2 separate regions of the Zea mays genome follow, and region 1 is linked to region 2. The links are chromatin contacts, called in public Hi-C maps. All regions are on one chromosome and are shown on one strand. Each heading gives the region's core, a stretch centred on a gene start, on an enhancer-like site or on the middle of the called end of the contact. The rest is flanking DNA. Distances are from core to core; before and after follow the strand shown.

Evidence for each region. A called contact is a pair of places that touch in the nucleus more often than the background predicts.
Region 1: a Hi-C map of ear shows a contact between it and region 2, with 2.6 times the contacts expected there. The contact joins the promoter of LOC109939901 here to the enhancer-like site in region 2. A contact is called at or near these places in 3 of 25 Hi-C or Micro-C datasets (ear, leaf and root tip).

What each region holds. Positions count from the first base shown.
Region 1 is chr5:29,690,455-29,694,857 of Zm-B73-REFERENCE-NAM-5.0, reverse strand. It overlaps LOC109939901 (transcription factor MYB30), which reads right to left and starts at 1,333. Exons shown (of 2, transcript XM_020538288.1): 1 at 710-1,333; 2 at 1-59. The coding sequence starts at 972.
Region 2 is chr5:29,608,908-29,613,280 of Zm-B73-REFERENCE-NAM-5.0, reverse strand. No RefSeq gene overlaps it. Among protein-coding and RNA genes, the nearest start is that of LOC109939901, 82 kb to the left of the region's middle. Within about 2 kb of position 2,085, at least 18 of the 20 cell types and tissues checked have an H3K27ac peak or open chromatin away from gene starts, as enhancers often do. A contact at or near this core is called in ear and leaf, where this site is marked.

The DNA.
Region 1 (4,403 bases), core at 84-2,583, 82 kb before region 2:
ACACGTTCTTGATCTCGTTGTCGGTGCGCCCCGGCAGCTGCGCGGCGATCGCTGACCACCTGCGTTGTTGCCACGTAAACGTTCAGCAATCGGAGGAGCCCCGGAGCCAGGAACACGACACGTCCGACGAGGAGAAACAGTCGAGTTCAGCAACTAGTGGGGCTCTAATCTCATGTGCGGTTTAATTTTTTTTTTTAACTGGTAGGATGGGCGCTGCATCAGCCCCCATTTTCCGAAGTGTGCGTGGTCCTGTTTCAGGGCCAGGATCAGCTTTGCAAGTGGCGAAATGGCGTTGCTGCTGTCAGGCAGGCAGGCAGAGGCAGCGCAGGATTTTATTTCACCACGCGAGGCCAAACGAGACGGAATCTCCGGCCTGGACTGGATTGGGTACCTCGCAAGTGGGGCTATGGCCATGGATTGTCCTCTCTCCGAGTGGACGGGTTTCGAGGCGGCTATGGCCATGGCCGCCGAGCAATGCAATGATAAAAGGCGTACTAGCAAAAAGCTTGAAAAGATGGCGAGGAGTATTTTTTTCCATACATCTGAACCACTGTTGCAGGCTGCAGCGCGCAGACTTTTTTTTTATGTTCCAGAGAGGGAAGAAAAAAACAAATGCCTCTGTTTTCTTTCGATGGAGAGAAGAAATGACGAGCAGGGGGGGGGCAAAGGAGTTGGCAGCTCGGGAGCGGGGTGTCGCTGACGGACGGACCTGTTCCCGAGCTCGCGGTGGAGGCGGACGACGAGGGCCTCCTCGTCGGCGGTGAAGTTGCCGCGCTTGATGTCCGGGTGGAGGTAGTTGATCCAGCGCAGGCGGCAGCTCTTGCCGCAGCGGAGCAGCCCCGCCTGCCGGGGCAGCGCGCGCCAGTTGGGGTGCCCGTTCTGCCGGACGTAGGCCACCAGGCGCTGGTCCTCCTCGGGGCTCCACGCGCCCCGCCGCAGCCCCTTCTTCTCGCAGCACGGCGCCCTCCCCATCGGTCGTCCAAGTGCGCTGGCGACGCGGGGGGAGGTGCTGTGCCTCCGACTCCGAGTGGCTGGCTATAGCTAGTTAGCCGGCGACGGCCGCAGCAGGGCCAGGAGAGAGTGGAGCGGCGAGCTGGAGCACGACGGGGACGGACGGGCTGTCCCTATTTATTATGGGCAGGAGGGTGCGGGAGGATCGCCGTCGCCGGGGCACATTTGGAAAACGTGCGAGGTGATGAGACGAGACGCGACGCTCGCTTGCGTTTTGCTTCCACGGGTGCGGGTGGGCCCCGTCGCCCGTGCGCTGGCTGCCTGGCCGGGCCCGCACGCTGCAGTGCTGCGCGTTGGCCGCAGCTTTGGCCTTTGGACTCGTGCAGGGATTCATTCAGCTGAGCCTGGGCAGTTAGCAGCACCGTTCTCCTTTTCCTACTTCTTTTTCCTCATCTGAGAAACGTAGGGACGATGGGAGGAATGAATCTTTTGGAAAATCATATACTTACTAGTCCCCTTTCGAAATGGAGGAAATGATGAAGGAATTTTGGACGATTGAATTTTCCTATAGAGAGAATACAAGAATTCTTTTAAAGTTCCTATGAAATGAACTATCCCATACACCTTCCGGAGTCCAACCCTCTGGTTTTTGTTTTTCCCTTGTGCCTTAGGATTCTTCTCTTGCGCGCCATTCACATGCCTTTATTCACAACTTTTCTGCGTTCTAGCTTTCTAATTAAAGGATTTCAAGTGCACGATTCATTTCAATCTTCTGCCTTTTTTTTCTTCTGTTCTATTGCTTTATTTTATCCTTAAAATACACTCTCTCTCCGTTCCAAAATATAGTTTTTAGCCCTTCTTTTTTCTTTTCACGTTCGAATGAATAGTAACGAATATATACATGCATATAAACTACATTTATAAATTAGTTAATGAATGCATGTTTAGTCTAGAACTAATACTAGTATCTTTGGGGTGGAGGGAGTATGAAAACCAACTCCAAGAGAAAAGTGTCCACTAATGGCTAGTTTGGGAAACCCAATTTCCTAAGGGATTTCTATTTTCCCTTGGTAAATTGGGGTTCCTAAACTAGCCCTAAAAAAACTTTTAAGGCACATTCATAATGAATTCACATACATACTTAGTTGCTCACATGTAAACGTTATTAATGCAGATTCAGTCTAGAAAAATTCATATGAAAATAATAATTTTTAAAATGAACGTGCACTAGAAGACAAAATCACTATAGTTTTGTTGGGGACCATAATTAGGGGTACCCCTAAGACTCCTAATCTCAGCTGGTAACCCCCATCAGCACAAAGCTGCAAAGGCCTGATGAGTGCGATTAAGTCAAGGCTCGGTCCACTCAAGGGCCACGATCTCGCCTCGCCCGAGCCCAGCCTCGGGCAAGGGCAGCCGACCCCGGAGGATTCACGTCTCGCCCGAGGGCCCCCTCAAGCAACGGACACACCTTCGGCTCGCCCGAGGCCCAGTCTTCGCCAAGAAGCAACCTTGGCCAGATCGCCACGCCGACCAACCGTATCTCAGAAGCATTTAATGCAAGGATGACCTGACACCTTATCCTGACGCGCGCCCTTCAGTCGACAGAGCCGAAGTGACCACAGTCACTTCGCCGCTCCACTGACCGGCTTGACAAGAGGACAGCGCCGCCTGCGTCGCTCCGACTGCTGTGCCACTCGACGGAGTGAGGCTGACAGCAGCCAAGTCCGGCTTCGGACGCCATAGGAAGCTCCGCCTCGCCCGACCCCAGGGCTCGGCCCCCGTCTCGGCCTCGGACGATGAACTCCGCCTCGCCCGACCCAGGGCTCAGACTCGGTCTCGGCTCCGGAAGACGATGAACTCCGCCTCGCCCGACCCCAGGGCTCGGACTCGGCCTCGGCTCCGGAAGACGACGAACTCCGCCTCGCCCGACCCAGGGCTCGGACTCGGCCTCGGTTCCGGAAGACGACGAACTCCGCCTCGCCCGACCCCCGGGGCTCGGACTCAGCCTTGTCCTCAGACGATGGTCTCCGCCTCGCCCGACCCGGGGCTCGGACTCGACCTCGACCTCGGAAGACAGACTCGACCTCGACCTCGGAGGAGCCACCGCCTCGCCCGACCCAGGGCTCGGACCGACCACGTCACAGGGGGGCCATCATTACCCTACCCCTAGCTAGTTCAGGCTAAGGGGAACAAGACCGGCGTCCCATCTGGCTCGCCCCGGTAAACAAATAATGATGGCGCCCCGCGTGCTCCATGACGACGACGGCTCTCAGCCCTTACGGAAGCAAGGAGACGTCAGCAAGGACTCGACAGCCCCGACAGCTGTCCTTCCACAAGGCTCCAGCGCTCCTCCGACGACCACGACATCACATGAACAGGGTGCCAAAACCTCTCCGGCTGCCACGACGGCATATACTTAGGGCACTAGCTCCTCTCTGCTAGACACGTTAGCACACTGCTACATCTCCCATTGTACACCTGGGCCCTCTCCTTACGCCTATAAAAGGAAGGCCCAGGGCTCTCGTACGAGAAGGTTGGCCACGCGGAGAGGATGGGACGGCGCGTACAAGCCTCTCGCTCCCCCCCACGCGGATGCTTGTAACCCCCTACTGCAAGCGCACCCGACCTGGGCGCAGGACAAACACGAAGGCCGCGGGTTTCCCCTTTACGCCTGTCTCCTTGTTTCCCCCCTTCGTGCTCCGTCTCGCGCCGACCCATCTGGGCTGGGACACGCGGCGACAGTTTACTCGTCGGTCCAGGGACCCCTCGGGGTCGAAACGCCGACAGTTGGCGCGCCAGGTAGGGGCCTGCTGCGTGTTGACGAACAGCTTCCCGTCAAGCTCCAGATGGGTAGTCTCCAACAACCTTTCTAGCCCTGAACGGTGCTCCGTTTCGGGAGTCTTGAGTTCATGTCCCTCGTCGGCAGCTACGACATGATCCTCCTTCCTCCGCCGCGCGACAGCGACAATGGCGGCCGACAACCCGCCCGCCGGCGGCGGAATAAACGACGTCTTCCCCACGTGGCGGAAGAACAGCATTCAGGTTTGTCCCGTCGCCTCCCCCGCCGATGGAGGAGGAGGCGGGGCAACCAAGGCCAAGCAGGAGGCGGCACCTCGTCGGCTGTCGAGCGAGTCGACGGCGCCAGCGCCCCAACGGGGGACACGTCGGGCGTCGACCTCGCGTCTGAGACGAAGACGAGCGCCGTTTCCCCGCAACACGCCAACTCCAAGCGGACGAACGACGCCAGCACGCTCGCAAAGGACTTGCTGGGCGTCACCCTCGTACCTGAGACGACGGTGCAGTCTGCCCCTGACGCGACTTCGTCACCGCCCGTCGACCAAGAGGTACCGACCGACTCCCATCTCGTGCCTTTTTGGATTCAGCCTTGACCCACCAAGCGACTTCACTTCGGTGGAAGCCTTCATAGAGGCATGTCCAAACCCTTCGGG
Region 2 (4,373 bases), core at 836-3,335:
AAGTGACCGCAGTCACTTCGCCGCTCCACTGACCGACCTGACAGAAGGACAGCGCCGCCTGCGCCGCTCCGACTGCTGTGCCACTCCACAGAGCGAGGCTGACAGGCAGCCAGGCCCGGCCTCAGGCACCATAGGAAACTCCGCTTCGCCCGACCCAGGGCTCGGACTCGGGCTAAGCCCCGGAAGACGGCGAACTCCGCTCCGCCCGACCCAGGGCTCGGACTCGGGCTAAGCCCCGGAAGACGGCGAACTCCGCTCCGCCCGACCCAGGGCTCGGACTCGGGCTCAGCCCCTGAAGACGGCGAACTCCGCTTCGCCCAACCCAGGGCTCGGACTCAGGCTCAGCCCCTGAAGACGACGAACTCCGCTTCGCCCGACCCCAGGGCTCGGACTCAGCCCTGGCCTCAGCCGACGGTCTCCGCCTCGCCCGACCCATGGGCTCGGACTCGACCTCGGCCTCGGAAGACAGACTCGACCTCGACCTCAGAGGAGCCTCCACATCGCCCAACCTAGGGCGCGGACCGACCACGTCAACAGGAGGCGCCATCATTACCCTACCCCAAGCTGACTCAGGCTACGGGGAACAAGACCGGCGTCCCATCTGGCTCGCTCCGCCAGATAAGCAATGATGGCGCCCCGCACGCTCTGTGACGACGGCGGCTCTCAGCCCCCTTACGGAAGCAAGAGGACGTCAGCAAGGACTCGACAGCTCCGACAGCTGTCCTTCCGCCAGGCTTCAGCGCTCCTCCGACGGCCACGACACCACACGAACCGGGTGCCAAAACCTCTCCGGCTGCCACGATGGCATGTACTTAGGCGCTAGCTCTCCTCCGCTAGACACGTTAGCACTCTGCTACACCCCCATTGTACACCTGGATCCTCTCCTTACGCCTATAAAAGGAAGGACCAGGGCCCTCTTACAGAGGGTTGGCCGCGCGGGGAAGAGGACGGGACAGGCGCTCGCTCCCTCTCCCGCGTGGACGCTTGTAACCCCCTACTGTAAGCGCACCCGACCTGGGCGCGGGACGAACACGAAGGCCGCGGGATTTCCACCTCTCTCACGCCCGTCTCTGGCCGCCTTTTCCCCCTTCGTGCTCGGCCTCGCGCCGACCCATCTGGGCTGGGGCACGCGGCGACATTTCACTCGTCGGCCTAGGGACCCCCGGTCTCGAAACGCCGACAATTAAGCATCATGGATATCACAGCAGGGCATCGACTCCATACAATTAGAAAAATAACAAACTAGAGAACAGTTACCGATTCAATTAAAATTCCAAGCAAACATTGCTGATTCTTGCTGAGGCCTTCTATCGAGCACTTGGTAAATATCACGTGGCTAGCTTCGTCTTCACCCGACGCTTGGGATTTCTTGACGATGCACGGAACGACGACGAGATCGAGTTTGGAGCGAGCTTGTGAGGACATGAATCCAGTGAGGGAGAGGGTGACGCAAGCTTCGACCACCGGCAAGTGCAGTATCGATGACGATGACCGAGGCGGGGTTGACTAGCGTGACAAGCGCGTGCAGGGGCAAGGGCAAGCGGTTGGGAGACGGCAGCACGGTTTGGGCAAGACTGCGCGAGCACTGGACGAGAAAAACGATGGCGCGGCAACGAGGTGGCGAGACGAGGATGGCATCTGGCGATAGAGGGCGACGACGCGTGAACTTGCAAAGCTTTCCCACTAGGAGCGGCGTTCAGCGAACTCCAGAGAGCGCGATCGGCGAGGGAGCGTCCACGTGGATGTTGAGAAGGAGACGACGGCCACGAGCAGCAAACAACAACGTCGGCGAGCTGACACCAAGCGAACTGCTGCAGATGACCGAGCACGAGCATCAAGCATTCAGCTGACGGTCAGAGCCCATGTCGGGTTGACAAAAGGGAGACGCACGAGGCACGACGCCCTGCTGTCATATCCATGATGCTGGACGCAGAGAGCGCACCCGGGGCATGGAGGATGACGACAAGCGGAGCGCACAGAAGGAAGCAGGATGACCGGCGAGGCCCCCACGCGCTTTGCGAGTAGCGCAACGGATCCGGATTTGCCTGCCCCCATCCAGCCGTCCATCCACAATGAGGCAATTCACGAGACCGGACAGCCGGCCCCCTAATCCACGTCACGGCGCGGAGCAGGGAGGGCACCGAGCACCATAGGGATGGAGGCGAGGTCCGACGACTCGGCGCGAGCGAGTAGAGGGAACTAGGCGAGCTCCAAGGAGCACGACACGGAGGAGCACATGGCTGCGCGCAGAGGCGAACAGAGAGATGGGCACCATGGGCGAGCTGCACAGCCGGCGAGCACGCGCGCGCAGTAACGAACGGACACCAGGGTGCGCGCACAGGGAACTTCGGTTGGGCGCGAGCACAGGGAGCGAGCAGAGCCGAGCGCGCAGGGCTCCATGGTGCGGTGGCCATGGCGAACGCCAGGGCGCGCGGCCGAGCTGGAGCCAAGCGCCAGGAAGGGGATGGGCTAGAGCAGCGAGCTGCAGAGGCCGTGCTCGGCAGAGAGCTGCGGCGCGATGGGGGAAGAAGACGTGCGCAGGGGACAAACTTCGCGTGCGCCTTGAGAGGGAGAAGCTTGGGGAAGAAACCGTGGCCAGGGAGAGGCGGTCGAGCTGAAGGAGCGGCGCGCCGAGGACCGGGAACAGGGGCGCGGACGGCGGGCAAGGAACTCCACGGCGCGCAGGGAGCAGAGCGTGGGAGAAGCTGAGGTCGATGAGGGAGCTGGGCGCGGCTGGGCTGGGCGACCACGACGAGGGAGCTCGGGGAAAAAAACTGCGACACGCAGGAAGCCGGGCGCGAGCGAGCAGTGTTGGGATACGATAGCTCGCTGTCCTACGAACGTCGGCTTCAGAGAAGAAGACTGTACCTCACAAACTCACACACACTCTACTGACTCAAGAGAGATTTTTGCCGCGCTAAGTTGCGACGTTTTCTGATGCATATTTATCAACGGAAACGATTACACTGGGAAGACTCGAGTGTCTTCACGATGCCCGTCTTTAGCGCGTCCATCCCCACGCTCGCACATCGTGAAAGCATCTGCGTCTCTGGGTGACCGCGCGACTCGCTCCACCACAACCACTGAACCACACTACGCACGACGTCCACAAATTCTAGAGCTCGTGCAGCACTAAAACTAACTAATGCATGCACCTAACTTGATGACTACAAAAATAACGTGACAAGGCTTATTATTCCAACAAGTCTCCTCCTAAGCCTTGTTCACTTGTCTAGTGTCGACGAGGCCGAGCTTGGAACGCAGCTGAACAAACTGGTCTCGCCCTAGTGCCTTCGTTAGGATGTCTGCTAGTTGGAGCTTGGTGTCAACTGGCTCAACATCTACCCTGCCTTCCTCGACGCACTCATGAATATAATGATATTTGACATCTATGTGCTTGCTTCGATCATGAAAGATAGGATTTTTGCTTAACTGAATAGCAGACTGATTGTCAATCTTCAGAGTGATAGTGTCTGCATTTTTTTCCTCTGAGCTCTGCAAGTAGGCACGATAACCACACTCCTTGACAAGAAGCCGTTGCAGCTGCAATATATTCTGCCTCACAACTAGAGAGTGCCACCACTTTCTGCTTCTGAGATTGCCAGGTGATCACACTTTTGTCGTAGTCGATCCCAAATCGCTGAGCATAGCCCTTTGCGACGAGACACGCCTTATGCCTGACGATGATCCCCGTGGTGTCCTTCTTCAGTTTGTAGACCCACTTGAGTCCGATTGGGCACTGTCCCGGAGGAGGGTCCACCAGCTCCCAGGTTCCATTTGCTTCAATGGAGGTGATATCGTAAATCATGGCGAGTCTCCAGCACTCGTGTGCCTGAGCCTCCTCAAATGTGGCTGGCTCCTCGGTGTCGGCCTGGCACTCCTGCATGGCCAGTTCCTGGGTCACCACTCCTGTATTCGAAGCAGCCCCAAAAATGTTGCTAATGGTGCGAAACCGATGCGCAGCATTGACGTCGTCGTCTGCGTCCAGCATCTCCTCAACCCGGCTGGGAGGAGCACCAGCTCGACCATTTTCCCCGGGCTCGCGGTAGGCAGTGCTGAAAACGGGGATCCTGTCGGTGGCACAGGTGTGCCCGTCGGCGAGTGGGCCTGGACCGATGTCTGCGCTCCCAAAGGAGTGAACTCCCGTGTACGAGGACCTGTCACAGAAGCAAATCCAGGAAATGTGTTGACGACGGGGTCGATAGTGAAGTCGAGGGGATCCTCCTGCTTGCCCTTCCAATCCCAGCAGGCGTCCTCGTTGAAGACGACGTCGCGGCTGACTTGGACCCAACCTGTTCCAGGGTCATAGGCTCGATACGCCTTGGAGCCAGGTTCGTACCCGACGAAGATCATCGGACGACTGCGATTGTCAA